2 separate regions of the Mus musculus genome follow, and region 1 is linked to region 2. The links are chromatin contacts, called in public promoter capture Hi-C maps. All regions are on one chromosome and are shown on one strand. Each heading gives the region's core, a stretch centred on a gene start, on an enhancer-like site or on the middle of the called end of the contact. The rest is flanking DNA. Distances are from core to core; before and after follow the strand shown. Region 1 holds the start of Rbm12b2 (RNA binding motif protein 12 B2). Region 2 holds the start of Tmem68 (transmembrane protein 68).

What was found. Capture Hi-C pulls out chosen DNA fragments and counts their contacts.
Region 1: a promoter capture Hi-C map of liver shows a contact between it and region 2. The contact joins the promoter of Rbm12b2 here to the promoter of Tmem68 in region 2. A contact is called at or near these places in 1 of 39 promoter capture datasets (pre-B cells), 1 of 484 Hi-C or Micro-C datasets (CD4 T cells) and 1 of 9 other capture datasets (liver).

The regions. Positions count from the first base shown.
Region 1 is chr4:12,086,816-12,090,893 of GRCm38.p6, forward strand. Rbm12b2 (RNA binding motif protein 12 B2) reads left to right here and starts at 2,555. Exons shown (of 4, transcript NM_198957.2): 1 at 2,555-2,708; 2 at 2,848-2,912. Tmem67 (transmembrane protein 67) reads right to left here and starts at 1,142. Exons shown (of 28, transcript NM_177861.5): 1 at 900-1,142. The coding sequence starts at 1,122.
Region 2 is chr4:3,573,082-3,576,863 of GRCm38.p6, forward strand. Tmem68 (transmembrane protein 68) reads right to left here and starts at 1,772. Exons shown (of 8, transcript NM_028097.4): 1 at 1,623-1,772. Tgs1 (trimethylguanosine synthase 1) reads left to right here and starts at 1,798. Exons shown (of 13, transcript NM_054089.4): 1 at 1,798-2,048. The coding sequence starts at 1,945.

The DNA of each region.
Region 1 (4,078 bases), core at 1,305-3,804, 8.5 Mb after region 2:
TTAACCAGTCTGAGATTCACAGCATTTTAGACTTCAGTAAATAGGAAAAGACTCATTCTGAGTAGTTAAGGGAGAACTAGACCAATCGATGCAATTAAGTCTAAAAGGACAATGTGAGCAAACAGAAGTCATCAACAATAAAAGGGACAGGTCCTAAGGGAATATGTAACCACAGATGCAAAGCCACGCGCTGGGAATGCAGAGGTAGAAAGTGAGGGAAGCCAGGTGTCCTGGCCCACGCCTTTAATCCCAGCACTCAGGAGGCAGAGGCAGGCGGATTTCTGAGTTCGAGGCCAGCCTGGCCTACAAAGTGAGAGTTCCAGGACAGCCAGGGCTACACAGAGAAACCCTGTGTCGAAAAACAAAACAAAACAAAAAACAAAAAAGAAAGTGAGGAAGAGACAAGAGTTCTCTTAGTTTCCAGTATATGTCACACAGATGTCACAACATCTCGGTTTCAGTTTCCTTTGCTTACAAAATCTGATTATAGTCACAGTTGCAAACAGCTTTAAATATCTTGAATTTGGAAGTAGAATTAATGGTCACAAGAGTTTACTAATTCACATTTCTTCCCTTGCTTTCCTGTCAGGGTACCTCACTAGACGCCTCAGGTTATTTCTTTTCTATTTCTATTCTACTTTTCTTAGGCGGCTTTCAGGTGCCATCCTAAGGATTCCCTGCCAGAGACTGACTCCGGGGAATGAGTTCCTGGAGGAGGGTAGGGTGGTGGCGCCTGGGTGACTGATCTCATTGTGTCAGCCGTATCCTCCCAGGAAACCCTTTCTTAGGTTTGATAGCTGTGCATTTTCTGAAACATTCTCCAAATAAAATGTCTGGAGTGCTGGCTGTCAGGAGTGCTTTATTTTGGTCAGAGTCCATCCACCCCCAAACCGCCTCACCTAGTGCATCCCGCCGCTGGTTGGCGCCACAGGGGGCACAGGAGAGCGCCGAGATGTCAAAGTACTGGTTGAAGTCGCAGGTCTCAGGCCGCCGGAAAGGGAAGGAGAAGATTTGTGCCCATGAGACTTCGCAGAGAACTAAGAGAAGGTAGGCGGTGCCAGTCCGGGATGAAGAACGAGATCTGACCGCCATGGCCGCCACAGGCCTTGTACGCGTCACCATGGTACCCATATCCTGGGTCCGCAGTCTCCAGCTCCCCAGCAGCCTCCTCGGTGAGTCCGCTGAGCTGATTGGACAACAGGGTTCAGAAAAAAAAAAAAAAAAAAAAAAAAAAACTCAACCTTGCGACGCCTGGTTGCTAGGTTACCACGCACGCGGGAAACAATGGATCAGACATATGCTAAATAAATTAGGGGCGGTTATTTAAAATGTATTTAAAACTCTGGGACGCAGTCAATTTACCGTGTCAGGAAATACTACTACAGCAATGGAAAATATATGGTTTTAGCACTTAAAAGTGTTTCATGAAAGTGGCAATCACACCTACATGACAGTTTACCCAGGGGATTAATTTTGACAACAAAGGAGGTGCCCTATGTTTTTACTTTTTTTGTTTGTTTTGTTCTGATTTTCGAGACAGGGTTTCTCTGTATAGTCCTGGCTGTCCTGGAACTCACTTTGTAGGCCAGGCTAGCCACGAACTCAGAAATCCCGCCTGCCTCTGCCTCTACAGTGCTGGGATTAAAGGCGTGCACCACCATGCCCGGCTTTGTTTTTACATTATTTAAAAAACACTAAGGGTAGGGATTGTTTCAAGTCCTGAGTTTGAGTTTTAGCAAAGCAATACAAACAGAAACCCTCATTGATTTTATATATAATACCTTTATGACAAAAGTCTAGGAGAAACCTTGCCTACTGAATCTTGATTTCATACTTTCTCTGTATTGTGCATAAAGCACCCTACATATACACCTCATCTCACTTGGTTTGAGAACCAAATTTGGATATACATGAATATTGCCTATTAAAGTGCACAGCCTTGCAGACTGTTAGCGCAACAATGCCTAATAAAAGCCTCATTCTCCCTTTCTCCCCTGTCCCTGGTTCTCCTCCCTCTCCCAGAGGATAACTCTATTTCCCATCCCAATAAACCCCCGACTGGAGAACTGCCACATAGTGTGATTGTTGGGAATTGTCACATACACCTAACAGCACAGTAATAAAAGGTTGAAGGGATGCTTTCTGTAATACATACTTTAGGTAAGGCAGCCCGAAGGCCTGTTGTAAATACAGCTTGCTTTTATCTGCCTATGCAACTGCCCTGTTTTTCTCAGGTTTAACAGAAATCACAGGAGAGGATGGAAAACTCTGCAGCTTTCCACTTCCAAAGCGGTTCATTATGATGAAAAGAAAAAAAAGAAACCTTTTTGATTTGTATATTTTACAATTGCCTCACATCCCCGCCCCCCAGTGGAAGTTTTCAGGGGTGGGTCAGGGGCTCACAGATTGCCTAGAAATAGAGCATGCACAAAACCATACTACACTGCAGAGAACAGCCTTCCTCACTCACACCCGCCAATCACTGTAACCGAAGCAGTACGTCTGCGCACGCGCGTTCAGAGCGCCAAGGGGTGGCTGGTTGGGCCTGGATTGCGCATGAGCAGAGAGACGGTGCATCGGTTTGTCCGGACCGGAGGGGAGTGTGGTCTCCATTTTCTTCCGGCCGTGTTGGGCCTGGTAGGCCGTGCGGAGACTGCGGCGTCGAGGAGCGTCCCTTCTCCGTTTGTGTGGTGTGTGGTGACTGCCCGGTGCGAAGCACTTCTCAGGATGCCGGGCATGGGGCAAGGGAGGGGGTGAGAGCCGGAAGCACGGGCGTGCTGGGCGGGGGGCGAGCGCGGCTGGTGCGGTTAGGGCGGCGCTCGCTGACCCCCGACTTCCTCCTGTCAGCCTCCGTGTGGCGGCGAGTGAGCTTCCTGGGATCTTGACAGCGAAAATCTCGGAGCAGCGCCTAGGTATTTCTTTTCTTTGCCATGTCCACGTTGGTAGCGGCGCGGGAAAGGCCGGTTTTCTCGGGCTGGAGGTGCGCAGAGCGGCGCGGTGAGGTTGGGAGCCAGTCCCCTCGGGCGAGCTGGGGTGGTGCGTTTGCCCTCAGGACCGCGGAGCGCAAAGGAACGCGGGTTGGGCGGTCCTGGTTAATCTGAAAGCCGTCGGGCACCGAGTCTGGGGGCAGTATCAGATCCGACCTAGGATGTTGGCCTGGCGCTAAAAGAAGGAAACTCTGATCGTTGGCTCGGAGCGTGGACTAAGTCGAATCGCAGTCTCCGGAGGATTTCCCCATCGATGATGATGGATAACGGGGGAAGCGTGTGTCCTGTGGAATCGTCTTCACTTAACGGTTCCTGACCCGGAACTATGGCCCTATGTGGTCATGACGCCTTTTTATTTTAAACATCTACATCATAAAAGGCAGATCTTATCAGAGGATATTTGTGGACTGAGGTAGATTTTCTGCAAGGAAAATTCTTATTTAGGATTTTAATGGTTCTTGATACTGGGTAGTAAGAACGTTGGAGGCACATAGTAAAACTTGTCTCTCTTGCCAGGTCTGGAAAATGGCTATGTTCGTTAAAATCAGCTCTTAAGTCCAGCCTACTGATGTCCTCTGCATCATGATTAAAAGATGCACACATAAGATCATTTATTTAAGGTGATCTAAATGGAAGGATGGCTTGGTAAAATTAGCAACGTTGATTAACTTATGTTTATCATTAAATGAAATTTCAAGGATCCCCTCCCTTTTCGTAGCAGTTCAATAGAGGCCTGACAGCAGTGGCATCACTAAACAACAGGGTTATTGTGTTGTTCGATATTTGTGCAATGGCATCCAAAACTAGGACAGGATAATTTGTGCTTTGACTTTGGAGCAGGCTGATGTGTCAGTAGACTTTCTGGAGATTGTAAGGAAATAGTGTATACTTTGAGTCTCTGAGATGTTCTCTTAGACGGTCCTGATTGTGGGCGAATGATACCTTACCCTGCTATGGCAAGGACATGAAAGTTTAAACATTAGCTTTTATTTGACAAATTAGAACAAACTTATGGTCCGTTGGATTGGAATTGAATCACTTCGTGCCTGTGAAACTGCTTAATGAAGAAGATTTTAGTTAAGACAAACAGA
Region 2 (3,782 bases), core at 522-3,021:
CAACCCCGAGCCCTAGAATAATGCTGAAGGCATTACCATACCCACCTTCAATGTAACCAGAACATGGAACTGTCATGAAGACATGTAGACCAAGGAAACCAAACAGAATATAAAAATAAACCCACGCTCTTGCCACCAATTTCTTTTAAACAAAGGCAGCAATGTTATTTTGCCCTTTAAAGTATTAAAAGAAAATATAGGGGAAACTATGCCCTCCAAAGAACAGACATCCAAAGCAAAAAAAACAAAAAAAAAACAAAAACAAAAAACAAAAAACAAAAAACAAAAAAAAAAACTATTAGTTGAACAGTAGATTTATTTCTAGAGTCAAAAGATTTATTTCTAAGTAGTCAAAAAACCCAAATAATCCCATTAAAAGGGGGGCTTGAATAGTCACTGGCTATCAAACATATGAAGAATAGATAGCAACACTGTTGTTGCTACTCTTGACTGTCAGCTTATGGGTTTAGAACCACCTAAGAGACAAACCTCTGAGAATGTCTGTGAGGTTGTTTGGTTGGTTTTGCTGTTGTTAATGGAGGTGGGAAGTCTCACACTAACTCTGGGTGGTGCCATATCAGTCTCTCATACAAGGAAGTTAATCTCAAAGATTAACAGCGAGTCAGGACAAGTGCAGGGAAGTATATAGACATGGTGATTTAGTGGGTGTGGAGCATAGCCAAAAGGAAGACTTAACTTTTAAAGCACAGTAGGAAAACTGGATTACAAAGTGAGTATCCAAAAACAGCTAAGAGAGAACAGTTTGAATGCCCCAACACAAAGAAACAGTGTCTGAGGTGAGAAATATATCGTTTCCCCGGATCTTCTCATGAATGTATCTTCTCATGATCTTCTACATGCACTGAAATGCTGCCCCGTGACCCAGAAATATGTAAAATTATTACATGCCATTGGCTTTTTAAAGAATTTTAAAATGTTTTTTTTTAATCACCTGACCCTGTGGGGAGGATGCATGAGTGAGCATGTGAAGGCGGAGGACAACTTTCATGCACCCGTGAATGTTTTGTCCCTTTAACCAACTCGAATAACCAATAAGCCTTCTCCTCACACCCATGTGTCACTTATCAATAAAAAGAAAACAAACAACAAAAACCCCTTGAGTTCAAGCTTCTTTCTCCGGGTTCTGATGTACATTACCTTGCAAAGATTTTGTTTTTCAATATAAAAATGCTCTTCTACTTTTGGTTAAAGTCCCCTACTCTTTTAATGACTACTCTTCTACTGCATCATAGTCTAACTCTAGTCACTCTCTCCAATAATGCTGTAAGACATTTAGTTATTTTTGAGACAGCATCTGTGTGGACCTGACTTGCTCTGCAGACTAAGCTGGCCTTGATCTCAGAGAGATCTGTCTGCTTCTGCCTCCCAAGTCTGAGATTAAAGGTGTATACCACCATGCCTATCTATAATTCACATCTAGACTGGTATATTGAATTTAGGAGTTATGAAAGGAAGGAATACTGCAGTTGTAGATATACTGCACGGCGCAGGCGCAGAGGCCGGGAACTAGTCCGGCTTTCCGCTCCGGGCCCCGCGACCAGGACACCACGCCTGCTACCGGCTAGAACAGCATGGAGAAGTCCATGGGGAGCTCGACGCACCTGACAAGAAAGTCACAGGAAATCGGCGACCTCGGCAGCTGGTCGGCGGCAGAGCCGGGAGAAGCAGACACGCGGGTAGTGCCGGTTTCCTTTAACTGCCTGAGAGGAAGAAGGCCGAGCCACATTGGGTGTAGGACCGTCGGTCGCCCCGCCCCTTCCGGTAGCTGCTGTCGCTGCTTCCGGTAGCGCGGCTGGCTGGCTCCCGGCTCGAGCGTCCCCAGGCGCGTTCCGCTCCTCTGCCCGCGCGAGTTACGCCTTTCTGTCTTCAGCAACAGCGCCCGGCCCAGTCGCGGACAACACCAGAGCGAGCCCGGATAACGAAATGTGTTGCGAGAAGTGGAACCATGTGGCCGAAATGCTGCTCTTCATTGAAGACCGCGAGGAGGAGTACAAGATCCTTTGCCTCTGCTCCCGGGCATTTGTGGAGTAAGTCGCGACGGTCCTCTCTCACTTTCTGTCCTTGCTCAGGAATGGGGGTGTCGCAGAGTTAGAGAGAGGCTTTCCAGAAAGCCACATGACCTGATGTCTAAGAAACTCGAAACCCCGCGGGCATGAAGGAATGTTCTACTGCAATTACTAAAGGGAAGATTAATATAATTTTGATTTTTTTTTAAATGTGGTACCTTATATGTGTCATTTCGGGTTTCCATAAATGAAGGGCCAATCTCAACATTGGTTGAGTCGGGCGAGATGGCCCAGGTATTGGCCATGCAGAAGGATAGCAAATTCAAGACCATCCTGAGCTATACCAGTAAGATGGAGTGTGAAGTGTAAACTAATACAAATAGATTGATGAGATGAAGGATCAAATTAGAGCTCTATTTGCAAACTGTAAAATCCTTTCCAACAAAAATTTATGTATCTGAAACGTCTAATTATTTGAGATAAAAGTGTTAACTGTTTATGGCAGTTTTAGAGACATCTCTGGGGGAAATGTTGGTTTCATGTTTAAAATTGCCAGAATAGAAAGTACCTTCTGGTGGGAAAAGCATTGACAAATTTTAAATTTGAAGGTACTCATTTTCATTATGTACTTGAGGGAAGATATCTGAAAGTTTCCTCAAAAAAGAAATATAACACCATGTTAAATTTAACATTTAAAAAATGTACTAGGCTCATTTGCACAGGTCCTGCTGGTTCAGAGTTGAACAGTCTTCTAGTGGGGGAGTGAGGATGATTATAAGACCGAAAAGAAGACTCAGAGACAAAGGTTAGAAATCCGGAGGGCTGCAGGCCTGAACCACACTGGCCCCAAATGTATTTCTCATAACCTTAATACACTTTACAGTATCATGGGAAACAAAGTCACAAACTAGCACAGACAATGGCTGACAGAGAATGGATATCTGTTCCCATCCGGAGGCCTCCCTGTTCCTTCCACAAAGATTAATCGAACGTTCAGCCTCTCTCCTTGAGCCTCAGTTGTAGCTTTTTGTTCCATGCCGTTGGCAGGCCAGGAAATCTGTCAGCCTGACCTGCCTTGACTCCGCCTAACAGACAGGCTTTTACAGAAGCAGACAAAAATGACTCCCAACGCTCAGGTGTACATTTAATTCAGTAAAGTTCTTTTTTATGCTCCTATTAGATGCTGGTAGGTAATGGAATATAAGATGGGACCAGGCTGCGCTGAATTCACTTTCTAAGCAAAAGAGATCAATATTGCACTAAGGTAGCGGTTTGCACAATTACTCAGTTAACTCAACTGGATAAGAGACATGTCTGTGGTGCTTTGATAGCAATCTGGCAGGATGGACAGTGAAAAATATGAAGCCTTGGGAGAGGAAAGGAACTCCTCCATTTAGAGTCTTCTTGAAGTGCCTTTTTGGCAGAAAGTCGAGAAAACCAGTATCCTTAACAGAATTTTATGTAAAAATGGCCTGAGTGAAAACATTACTTTTATGTAAAAATAGTTTGAGTAAGTATTAAAATAGGCTGGTGTGAATACTCACGCCTTTAATCCCAGCACTCAGGAAGGGGGAGGCAGAGGCAGGCTGATCTCTTGAGATCGAGGCCAGCCTGGTCTTCAGATAGGTTTTAGCACAGTCAGGGTTCTGTTACACAAAGAAAGCCTATCTCAAGAAGAAGAAAAAAAGAAAAAGAAAAAAAGGAAAGGAAGAAAAGTTGGACTGCAGCAGTGAGGTGGCTCAATGAGTAAAGGCA